3 separate regions of the Mus musculus genome follow, and regions 1 and 2 are each linked to region 3. A link is a contact called in public HiChIP or PLAC-seq and promoter capture Hi-C data. All regions are on one chromosome and are shown on one strand. Each heading gives the region's core, a stretch centred on a gene start, on an enhancer-like site or on the middle of the called end of the contact. The rest is flanking DNA. Distances are from core to core; before and after follow the strand shown. Region 1 overlaps Nkain2 (Na+/K+ transporting ATPase interacting 2). Region 2 overlaps Nkain2 (Na+/K+ transporting ATPase interacting 2). Region 3 holds the start of Nkain2 (Na+/K+ transporting ATPase interacting 2).

What was found. Promoter capture Hi-C pulls out the DNA fragments that hold promoters and counts their contacts. HiChIP or PLAC-seq counts read pairs in DNA pulled down with a chosen protein or histone mark.
Region 1: a contact with region 3 is called in an H3K4me3 HiChIP or PLAC-seq map of neural tube, with 4 times the contacts expected there. The contact joins the enhancer-like site here to the promoter of Nkain2 in region 3. A contact is called at or near these places in 1 of 39 promoter capture datasets (hippocampal neurons) and 5 of 115 datasets of contacts at active chromatin or transcription factors (astrocytes, embryonic limb bud, forebrain and 2 more).
Region 2: a contact with region 3 is called in a promoter capture Hi-C map of hippocampal neurons, with 9 times the contacts expected there. The contact joins the enhancer-like site here to the promoter of Nkain2 in region 3. A contact is called at or near these places in 4 of 39 promoter capture datasets (the 3T3-L1 cell line, cranial neural crest, hippocampal neurons and 1 more), 3 of 484 Hi-C or Micro-C datasets (cerebral cortex and cortical neurons) and 1 of 115 datasets of contacts at active chromatin or transcription factors (embryonic forebrain).

The regions. Positions count from the first base shown.
Region 1 is chr10:31,906,286-31,908,985 of GRCm38.p6, reverse strand. The region is part of intron 4 of Nkain2 (Na+/K+ transporting ATPase interacting 2); the gene reads left to right. Among named protein-coding and RNA genes, the nearest start is that of Rnf217, 300 kb to the right of the region's middle. Within about 2 kb of position 1,260, at least 2 of the 459 cell types and tissues checked have an H3K27ac peak or open chromatin away from gene starts, as enhancers often do. A contact at or near this core is called in neural tube, where this site is marked.
Region 2 is chr10:32,059,141-32,062,208 of GRCm38.p6, reverse strand. All of the region lies in intron 3 of Nkain2 (Na+/K+ transporting ATPase interacting 2), which reads left to right. Among named protein-coding and RNA genes, the nearest start is that of Rnf217, 450 kb to the right of the region's middle. Within about 2 kb of position 1,613, at least 5 of the 459 cell types and tissues checked have an H3K27ac peak or open chromatin away from gene starts, as enhancers often do. A contact at or near this core is called in hippocampal neurons, where this site is marked.
Region 3 is chr10:32,888,150-32,891,198 of GRCm38.p6, reverse strand. Nkain2 (Na+/K+ transporting ATPase interacting 2) reads left to right here and starts at 1,284. Exons shown (of 7, transcript NM_001013411.2): 1 at 1,284-1,556. The coding sequence starts at 1,503.

The sequences.
Region 1 (2,700 bases), core at 11-2,510, 980 kb after region 3:
AAAAAAAAAAAGTTTGTCTGCTGGGGTTGAGAAATAGCTCATCAGTTAAAAGCATCTGCTCTTGCAGAGGACCTGGGTTAGGTTCTCAGCACCTACGTATCAATTCCTAATCAGTAAATCTAGCAGAGGGGTCCCAACACCCTCTTCTGCTGTCTGTGAACACTATGGATACACAAACAAGCTGCTCATACATACCTGTAGCCAACATTTATACACATGAAATAAGGATAAAAATCTTTTTAAAATGTAAATATTGATCTAGTCTTACACTTTGCACTGAGCTTCTAGCTCAAAACTCCGGGCTACACAAATCAAAATTATCCATTTGGAAGGGTGAGTAATAGTTTTTTTTTTTACATTCACAACTTATGCTCTGCCTTCCAGAATATAAGAGACAAGTTAACCAAGTATCTCAGATAGTGAAGGAAACCATGTTGCAGAAATAAAGCCCAACCTCTCAACACTTAACTCTCACTGTGGAGAGTAAGCAACTGGGGAAGAAAGAAGGCAGAGGTTCCAGGAGGAGGCAGAGGTAGTCCCAGGTAGAACTGAAGGATATATCTGTGATAATAAGTGAGAGGGAGAAAAAGAATGTCAACAATTGTCTAGCAATTGGGGTGAGGACATATGGAGACTATTGCCATCCAGAATGCTGGCATAAACATATTTTACCCTATCCCTTAATCTTCATTAATTATGCATCTCATTCTAAAGACTAAGGGAAAGCATACAGGATGTTCCAAAGGAAACTGCTGATAGAAATAAATATTACATCCATGTCAGTCCTACTTCTTTTCAAACTTTTATTTTTAAATGTCTAATTTAAAGTATTTATAGAATTAATATTGTCATAAATGTCAGTGCCTTAAAGCAATTTCATTAAATCTGTTTCTCATGTACCCTATCCTACTATTTGATGCCATGCCTCCAAGTATTTTAGGCATTTGTTTAAAAGTATGTGTCTGCCTTATATGGGTTATCTTATACTTAATATATGGCATTTAATTAAACCACTAGATATGTATGTCTATAACTCTTTACTGAGCGTTTTCTTTGGTAATATATAATGACCCACAAAATACTGTCCTTGCACATGCAGTCACTCATGCAGCCACTGAAATAAAGCCATCGCAATCAAGCACTCTACAAAACAATATTATGTTCTTCCATCATTAACTATGTGCCCCATCCCTTTCAACTCCATGTCAGTGACACAGGCAGTGTTATTTACCGACTGGAACTAACAGCATTAAATTAGCACCAGCTGATGAGGAGACGCACACCCAATGCACTTTATGTCCCCTCATTGAATCCACTTATTATTGCTGTTCCTGCTTTGCAACATGACTTCCCTAGAAAGCACTCCTCCCTTTAATCCCTCTGTTGGAAACAGACAACAGATTGAACCCAGCAGCTGCTCCCAAACAAAACAGGTAAAGGGGCAAGAAAGGCTGCTGGATCCATAACAATAAGCACATCCTAACATAATTACAGTAAGAATCCCCGAAGTGACCTGTCCACATTCTCATGCCATATGGCTATTTTCAGTACCAGAAATGTGTAGCAAGGAGCCATACTTTAATCTTGCCACTTTCTGCTGTATTTCTGATAGCATGAAATTGATCTTTTATCCAGAAAATTAGCATGAATATTTATTGACTGAGAAAAAGCTATATTTGTACAGCTAGCCAAGTATGCCAGAATATTTAAAATATAAATACATCTATATTTTTGTATTTTATTTTGGCCAAACATACATAAATGCATAGGCAAATAGAAGTTTTTTGGCTTTTGTTGTATAGTCATTAAAGTTATTTTGTTGTTCTTTACACTCCAGTAGAATTTTCATAATTGGTAATATATAGTATAATGCAACATGATACATGTAATTTTATATATGTTTCAAGCTCATCCCCTTCTTTGTTGAACTACAACATTTTAATGGTATGTAGAAATACTGTTTGATGTTTCTTTTAATTCCTCTATTTGATTTAGACTACAATGGCAAAATGGATCCCCAGGAGTGTCTTTTAGTGGGAAAAGAGGGGAAAAATTGATTTTCAGTGTGAATAATACTGTGCTTCGCTTAGGATTAAAAACTGATTCTCTACCTTTGTGTCACAAAACAATTTAGATGTAGAAAATTTAGGAAAAGCATGCATGTCAGAGAGATAGATAAGCCTGGAATCACAGCTTTTTAAACATACCAAGGATTTTCTTTGTTGCAAATCGACTCTACTATGACAATGTAACACGCTTCAGAATAATGTTACACATCCCCCACTACTTTGAAAGTATTTTCCATGAAGCTCATGTACAGGTTTGACTTCTGAGAACACTTAAGGATGAAATATAGCCCTGTGTAATCACAGAATGGGGTGGTCCTATCCCAAAACAGGAGAATAAATAACCAAACCTGTGTCTGACTTAATGCACAAACACAGGAGGATTCTGGGAAACCTGTTGACAAGACAGAACATTTAATTCCATTAGAAAAACAAAAAACAAGAAACAATAAAAACCCCTTTATTTAAGAATGACCTGTAAGAAAAAGTAATGGAAGGCAAACTCTAAAATGGGAGGAGCCAATAAACAGAGGATCAAGTAGAAAGAGTGAGTCGTATAAATGTGTAAATGTGAGTTTTCTCTCTCCCACCTCCCCCCCCCCCCAGAACCTTGAGACTCTGGCGTTCTAGATAT
Region 2 (3,068 bases), core at 364-2,863, 830 kb after region 3:
CACCTCAGAACACTGCGGGCTAAGGCAGAAGGATGGCAAGTCTGAGGTCAACTGGGGCTATGTAATGAGTCCCTGTCTCAAACAAAAGATTTTTAACAAGCAAAGAAATAACAACCAAACCCAAACAAACAAAGGGGGACAAAAGCCTCCTATATTATAAAAGACAAACAAAAGAATTTAGTCTGCTACCTCCAATAGATTTGGCTGAAAGACACAAACAAAAACATGCCTCTGGCATTATTTCTAAATTTGAAACTGAAATTTTTGCTTTGTTGAAATAAAAAAAAAACTTTAATGGCAAGTGTAGGGGAAATTTTAAAATCTAAGATCATTTGGACAAATATTTTTCTCTGCATTAATGAATCCTTAGTGGGCAGAAGATCAGAGATTTTTTACATTTGTTATTAGAATTTTGGCCAGTGTTATGATAAATAAAGGCAGAGCTAGCATGTATTGATCATCTATGTCCCAAACACATGAGGATTTTATAAACATTTTTCAATTGATCTTTATGGAACCCCAGAGAGGTATATCATTGGACCATTAACACTATTTGTTTTTTGGCAGCATTTACCTTTGAGGATCAACCTGGCAATGTTGTACTCAGAATTTAAATCAATTCTTAGTCAGTTCAGCTAAGAAACTTGACCTTTATAAGCAGAACCATTAAAGACTAAAGTAAAGAAAAGACCGAGGTAATAACTCAGGTAGTAAAGCATTTGTCACAAGCAAAAAGAATATGAGATCAGAATGTCAGCACACATGGAAAGCTGGGTGTGGCAGCAACCCTGTAACCCAGCAAGAGGAGGCTGACTCCCTAGCCGGCTAGTACTGCCTGTCAACCTCCAGGGTTAGAAATAAACAGTTTCTCAAAGAATAACCTGGAGGGTGATTGATAAAGATGCCTAATGTGCACTTCTGGACACCATAAATCTCTGCATGTGCACATACACAAAACTGAATAGACATTGTTTTATCTGGTACAGGTTTAGGGAGTGGAGCATATGTTGACAGGTACTCTCATGAATAATTACTCCCCTATAGCAAAGCTGATCCTTTCTTTGTCATACTTTTATTACATAGATGATGACATATAAGCCTGACATTAACCCTCATACAACAGGAAAGCAAGAGTAAAGCAGTCCCCTTCCAGCCAATAACAAATTTTACTAGCATTATTCAGGAGTGTTCACTCTTAGTGTATAGATAGAGACCCAAGTCATAGTTCAACTTAAATTAAAGACTAAGATTATTATCTTTCCAAAATGTTCTTTAAGACATAAGAAGATAGAGAGATGGCTCAGGGGTAAGAGTGTTTGCTGCTTGCTCACAGTCCCAGAGTTCAGTTCTCAGCACCCATGCTGAGTGACTCATAAATACATGTTACTCAAACTTCATGGGATCCAACACCATCGGCCCTCCACAGCACACATGTGATACACACAGGTACGTGCATGCAAACACAGATAAAAAGGAAAATAAAATCTTCAAGAAGAAAACCACTTGTAAGTCAGTTCCAAATAATTCTTGCCAGCGTGTAGACACGTTCTCCTTCCTGAGGATACATTTCACACTTCTGATTTCTGGCAAGCATATGGAGAATCTGTGATTCTCTAAATGAGAGGTTTGTAGATGTGCTGAAGCACTTCTACTGATAGTGTAGAGGGGAGTTCTCCCAGGAAGAAGCAAAATAAGCCAGAAACATTTCTTCTGCAGTCTCCGGGGGATGGATGTGGAATTTCAATCAAATGTTTGTCTGAGATCAAAAAGTGAGCTGAACGTCTTTCTGGGTAGGACCCAAGGATGCTCCTTAGTCACCTGGCTACACTCTTCTGCAAAAAGGGATGCAGAGACTTGCTTCTCCCCATCTCTAAAATCCCAAGTAAATGGTTCCTGGGTGTTTTGAAGCAGAGGTAAATCCACACAGTCTGGATGTTATAAGAAAATGCAAGTGTGTTACTGTTGCTACCCCTGTGGCCAAACATCCAACAAGAACAGTTTAAGGATGATGTACTTCATTGGCTCAAGTTTTCAGAGATTCCAGGACATCTTGTTGAGAAGACATGTCAGAGAAGAGCAGCTCATGGCATGGTCAAAGGGAATTTTGCAGCTCTTCCAGATTTCTCCTGTTTCTGCTTTTTATTCTCTATTGTTCCCTAGCTAATGAGATGGTGTTTCTGAACACCACGTTTCTGCTAATCCTCTGTGAAAACACCCTCACAGCCACACAGAGACTGCATCCAACCAATCTGCAGGGATTGTAAGTCAAATTGGCAACAGTCATGGTAAATGCATTATTCTCTGTAACTGATGCTACATTTCCCCATAAGCCCATTCTACTTCAACAGGAAGGCAATAATTTAAAACTACCTGTGAACAACATTTTTGCTGTCACTTTTCACATTTGCTGTCACTTTTTAAAATTCAGTTTTACTTTTTCCTCTCCTCCTCTTCCCCTCCTTCTTTTCCTTTTCCTCCTCTTCCTTTTCCTCTTCTTCCTCCTCCTCCTTTTCCTCTTCCTTATCTTACTTTCTCTTCCTCCACCTCTTCCTCCTCCTCTTCTATCTCCTCCTATTTTCTTCTTCCTCCTCATCCTTTTCCTCTTCTTCCTCTTCCTCCTCCTCTTTCTCCTTGTCCCTTTTTTCTTCCACCTACTCCTACTTTTCTTCCTCCATCTTATTTTTTCTTCTTCCTCTTCCTCCTCCTCCTCCTCTTCTTCTTCTTCCTCCTCCTCCTCCTCCTCTTTCTCTTCCTTTTCTTCCTCTTCCTCCTCCTGTTCTTCTTCCTCCTTCTTTTCCTTTTTCCAAAATGATTTCTAAACATTAGGAAGGCAAAGGGTGACTTCCTGAGGCATGCTGGCTGGCAGATGAACATGTGATTTTATACTACTCCATGCAACGGTCTCAGACTTCAAGAACAGGATGTGATTTTTCTAATCATCCTACTGTTAGCAAGTGCTTTGTACAGTTGTTCTAAAACTGTCCATTTCCTTCAGGAATACTGGCCATCACTCCCTGCTGTTCCACACCAAATCAGCCTAGACCTGACTCACTTAAGACCCCTTAGCT
Region 3 (3,049 bases), core at 35-2,534:
CTCCATGAACAGTTCTTTTCACTCACAGCACTTTATTCCAATGGCTTTACTATCCAGTGGATCTCAACAGTACACCCTCTCTCTGTAGCCAGATTAGGAATGCTTTCAGTAGCTGTTGGGACTGTAAATGAAATGCCCTCTTCTGAACACCAAGGTCTAAATGACCATCACTTGCTCCAGCATGTTTTTCCCTTCAGCTTTTTACCCGTAGGTGGCAGCAACAGGCTCCAGAGTGCGTGTCCGCAGGTAACTGCTGCTGTCAAACCTGGAGTATGACCAAGCAAGGACACATAACCAACCGGATGGTGCATGAGGTCTGGTAGATAAGTGCTCAAATTTCATCGGCTCCTTCCATTGTTAAGAAAGCAGTCTGAAGCACCAAAACCAAACTCCTACATTTCCTCTGGCTCCCTACATTTTGCAACTTCAAGAGGCAATTCCGTTCGGTCCTTGTAGCAGGCTAATCTTTGAAACTCTGGAATCTCTGTCCCTTGCTGTCCTTGCCTCGTGCCAAGCACAGGACTGTTGGTTGGCCGCCACCGTGTCCACTTCTCTCCCTCCGCTCTTTGCTGTAAGTGCATGCAGGTTTTCCAGTGGGGAAGAATGCCTTAGCGGCACCCCAGTTGATATCTCACCATCCCTTTTCATAACCGTACTTTCACACACACACACACACACACACACACACACACACACACACACACACACACACACCACAGCTTGCACGTGTAATGCTTCTGGCAGGGTTGCCTCAGCAAGACCGATACCAACAAAGCAAGGCATCGCCAAGCAAGCAAGCAAGCAAGCACGCAAGCAAGCAAGCAAGCCAGCCAGCCATGCCACCGGGACTCCTCCGACCCGATCCCTCGCGTTGTTCCCGCAGTCAACGCCCCCGCAGCTCCCAGGCACCGCGACACCACGCCCGCAACGGCCAGGGCTGCTGCCCGCCACGACCTCTGAGAAGTTGTTGATTGGGAGGGGATCCGCTCATCTAGGCAAGGGGAAGGGCGCCGCAGGGCGTCCGCGCGGCCCCCGCAGCCGCCCCGCCCCTGGGCCCCGCACGCGGAGCGCAGAACAGAGGCGCCCGGCGCGCATCTCAGCCGCCCCGGGAGCCCGCGCACCCGTGCGTGGGGAGGGAGTGCGGGGCGGGCGAGCGCTCGTCGGGCGTGGGCCGCAACTTGGCGGGCCAGATGCCCCAGGGCTCGGCGGCGCTGTCTGCCTGCCGCTGCTGCCCCTGCGGGGCCCGGGCGCGTCTCCTTGGGCGGCGCTGCCCGCGGCGCTGGGAGTGCAGTGAACGAGTAAAGGTATGTGTGGCGGGCGCGGCTGGGGCAGCCGCCGCCGCGCAGGACACTGTCACTTCCCTGGACATTGGCAGCGGCATCTGGGAGCCCTAGAGCCCTGGGCAGGTTCTCCTGTCCTTCCCCACGATCTGATTGGATAAACTGGGGCCTCGACGGTGGCCGACGTGGGACAGCCTGGCTGTGGCAGGGGTCTCGGAAACCATGGGTTATTGCAGTGGCAGGTGCACGCTTATCTTTATCTGTGGCATGCAACTGGTAAGTGACGCTTGGGTTCTCTTATTCTCTTATGTACCATTGAGAGAGTGGGCAGGGAGTGTAGTAAGAGATCTGCCATTGAGCAGGACGGAAGGGAAAAGAAGAGATAAAAGATGCCACATATTACCTGTATTTAAAATGATTTTAGGGGTGCAGCAGAAGTGAGCCTTTCTGCCTTTCCCCGTTTCTGTCCCTCTAAGGACAGTTTTGCAGGTGCAGGTTAAACTTGTTATCTTTAATTTCTTTAAGGGAGTGGAGATGTTGCTCTCCTTTTATGCTTGGCATTCTTGCTAATGTGAACAGGATGGTTGTCATATATATTTTACTATATATGCGTGTAAGTTGAAAAGCAGATTTTCAGGCTTTTATATACTTGTTTTGAAGTATTTATTTATCGTCGCTTGATATTTTCTTAGAATATATTGTCTTATAATTTTCTTAAAAACTCCTTGTTTAGGTCAGATGTGTTCTAGCAGCATTCTGAACTAAAAAGCCACAGTGAGTTCTAAAAGTATGTAGATCAGAGAGAGATACTTAAACTCTGCAACACCATTGCCCCAGAGTGGACCTTTAAAACATAAGAGCTACAAAAATTCCAAGAAGAAATAATATCTTGTCTTCCATAATGTACAATATTGCCACTGAAATTGATGCTATTGTTTGATCTCACAGGATGGGGGATTGTATGTAAGTTTGGAAGAATATCCTATTGCTGCTTTTAAAAAGCCAAGAATGCAAATAATGTCTCGATTTCAATTCCTAAAGGCAATAGGAGGAGGGGCTTAGGGGAAGATAGGGTGAAAATTTATGTCAGTGGCAAATGGTTAATTTGAAATAGGGGGCACTTCTGCAACACCAAGTAGCTTTCCATAGAAAGTATAAATTAGTCTAAACAGTTCCCCTTATTTGTTTTATAAAGGGTTGGGGGCTGTAGAATGGAAGACAATTATTGAAAATCCAGTCATCGCAGGGTGTTTAAATGAACAAGAATTTGCTATTAAAACTGACAAAAGAATTTCTTAAGTTTTCTTCACTGTTTATCACTTGCAAAGACCTGCAGAGGGTTCTTCTTTTATTTCTTTCTTTTCTCTTTCTTTTTTCCTTTAAAAAAACTTACTTAAAGTGTTTGAGGCATCTCAGCTCTGGTATCCCACCGCCACCCAGGAAAGTCCTGGATGGTGTATTCCTTAATCTGTGAATTGTGTATTATGGACTTGGTTGTAAGGGAAAAGAAGAGATCTAATTTTAGGAGCTTTATGTATTCTCAATGCTATGTAAACCAGCTTCTATATCTCTACCCCAGATTCATATAAGTATTGCAGCAAAGAACTATTGCCATTAACAATAGAGCTAACCAGAGTTTACTTTGTAAAACTACCAATGTAACCCAAATATTCCAAGTTGCATTGCATTTCCCAAACATGTGTGTGTGTTGTATAGGTTTCAGAATAGTCTATATTTGCAGTATCACAGTTGTAAAGTGTAAAACTAAG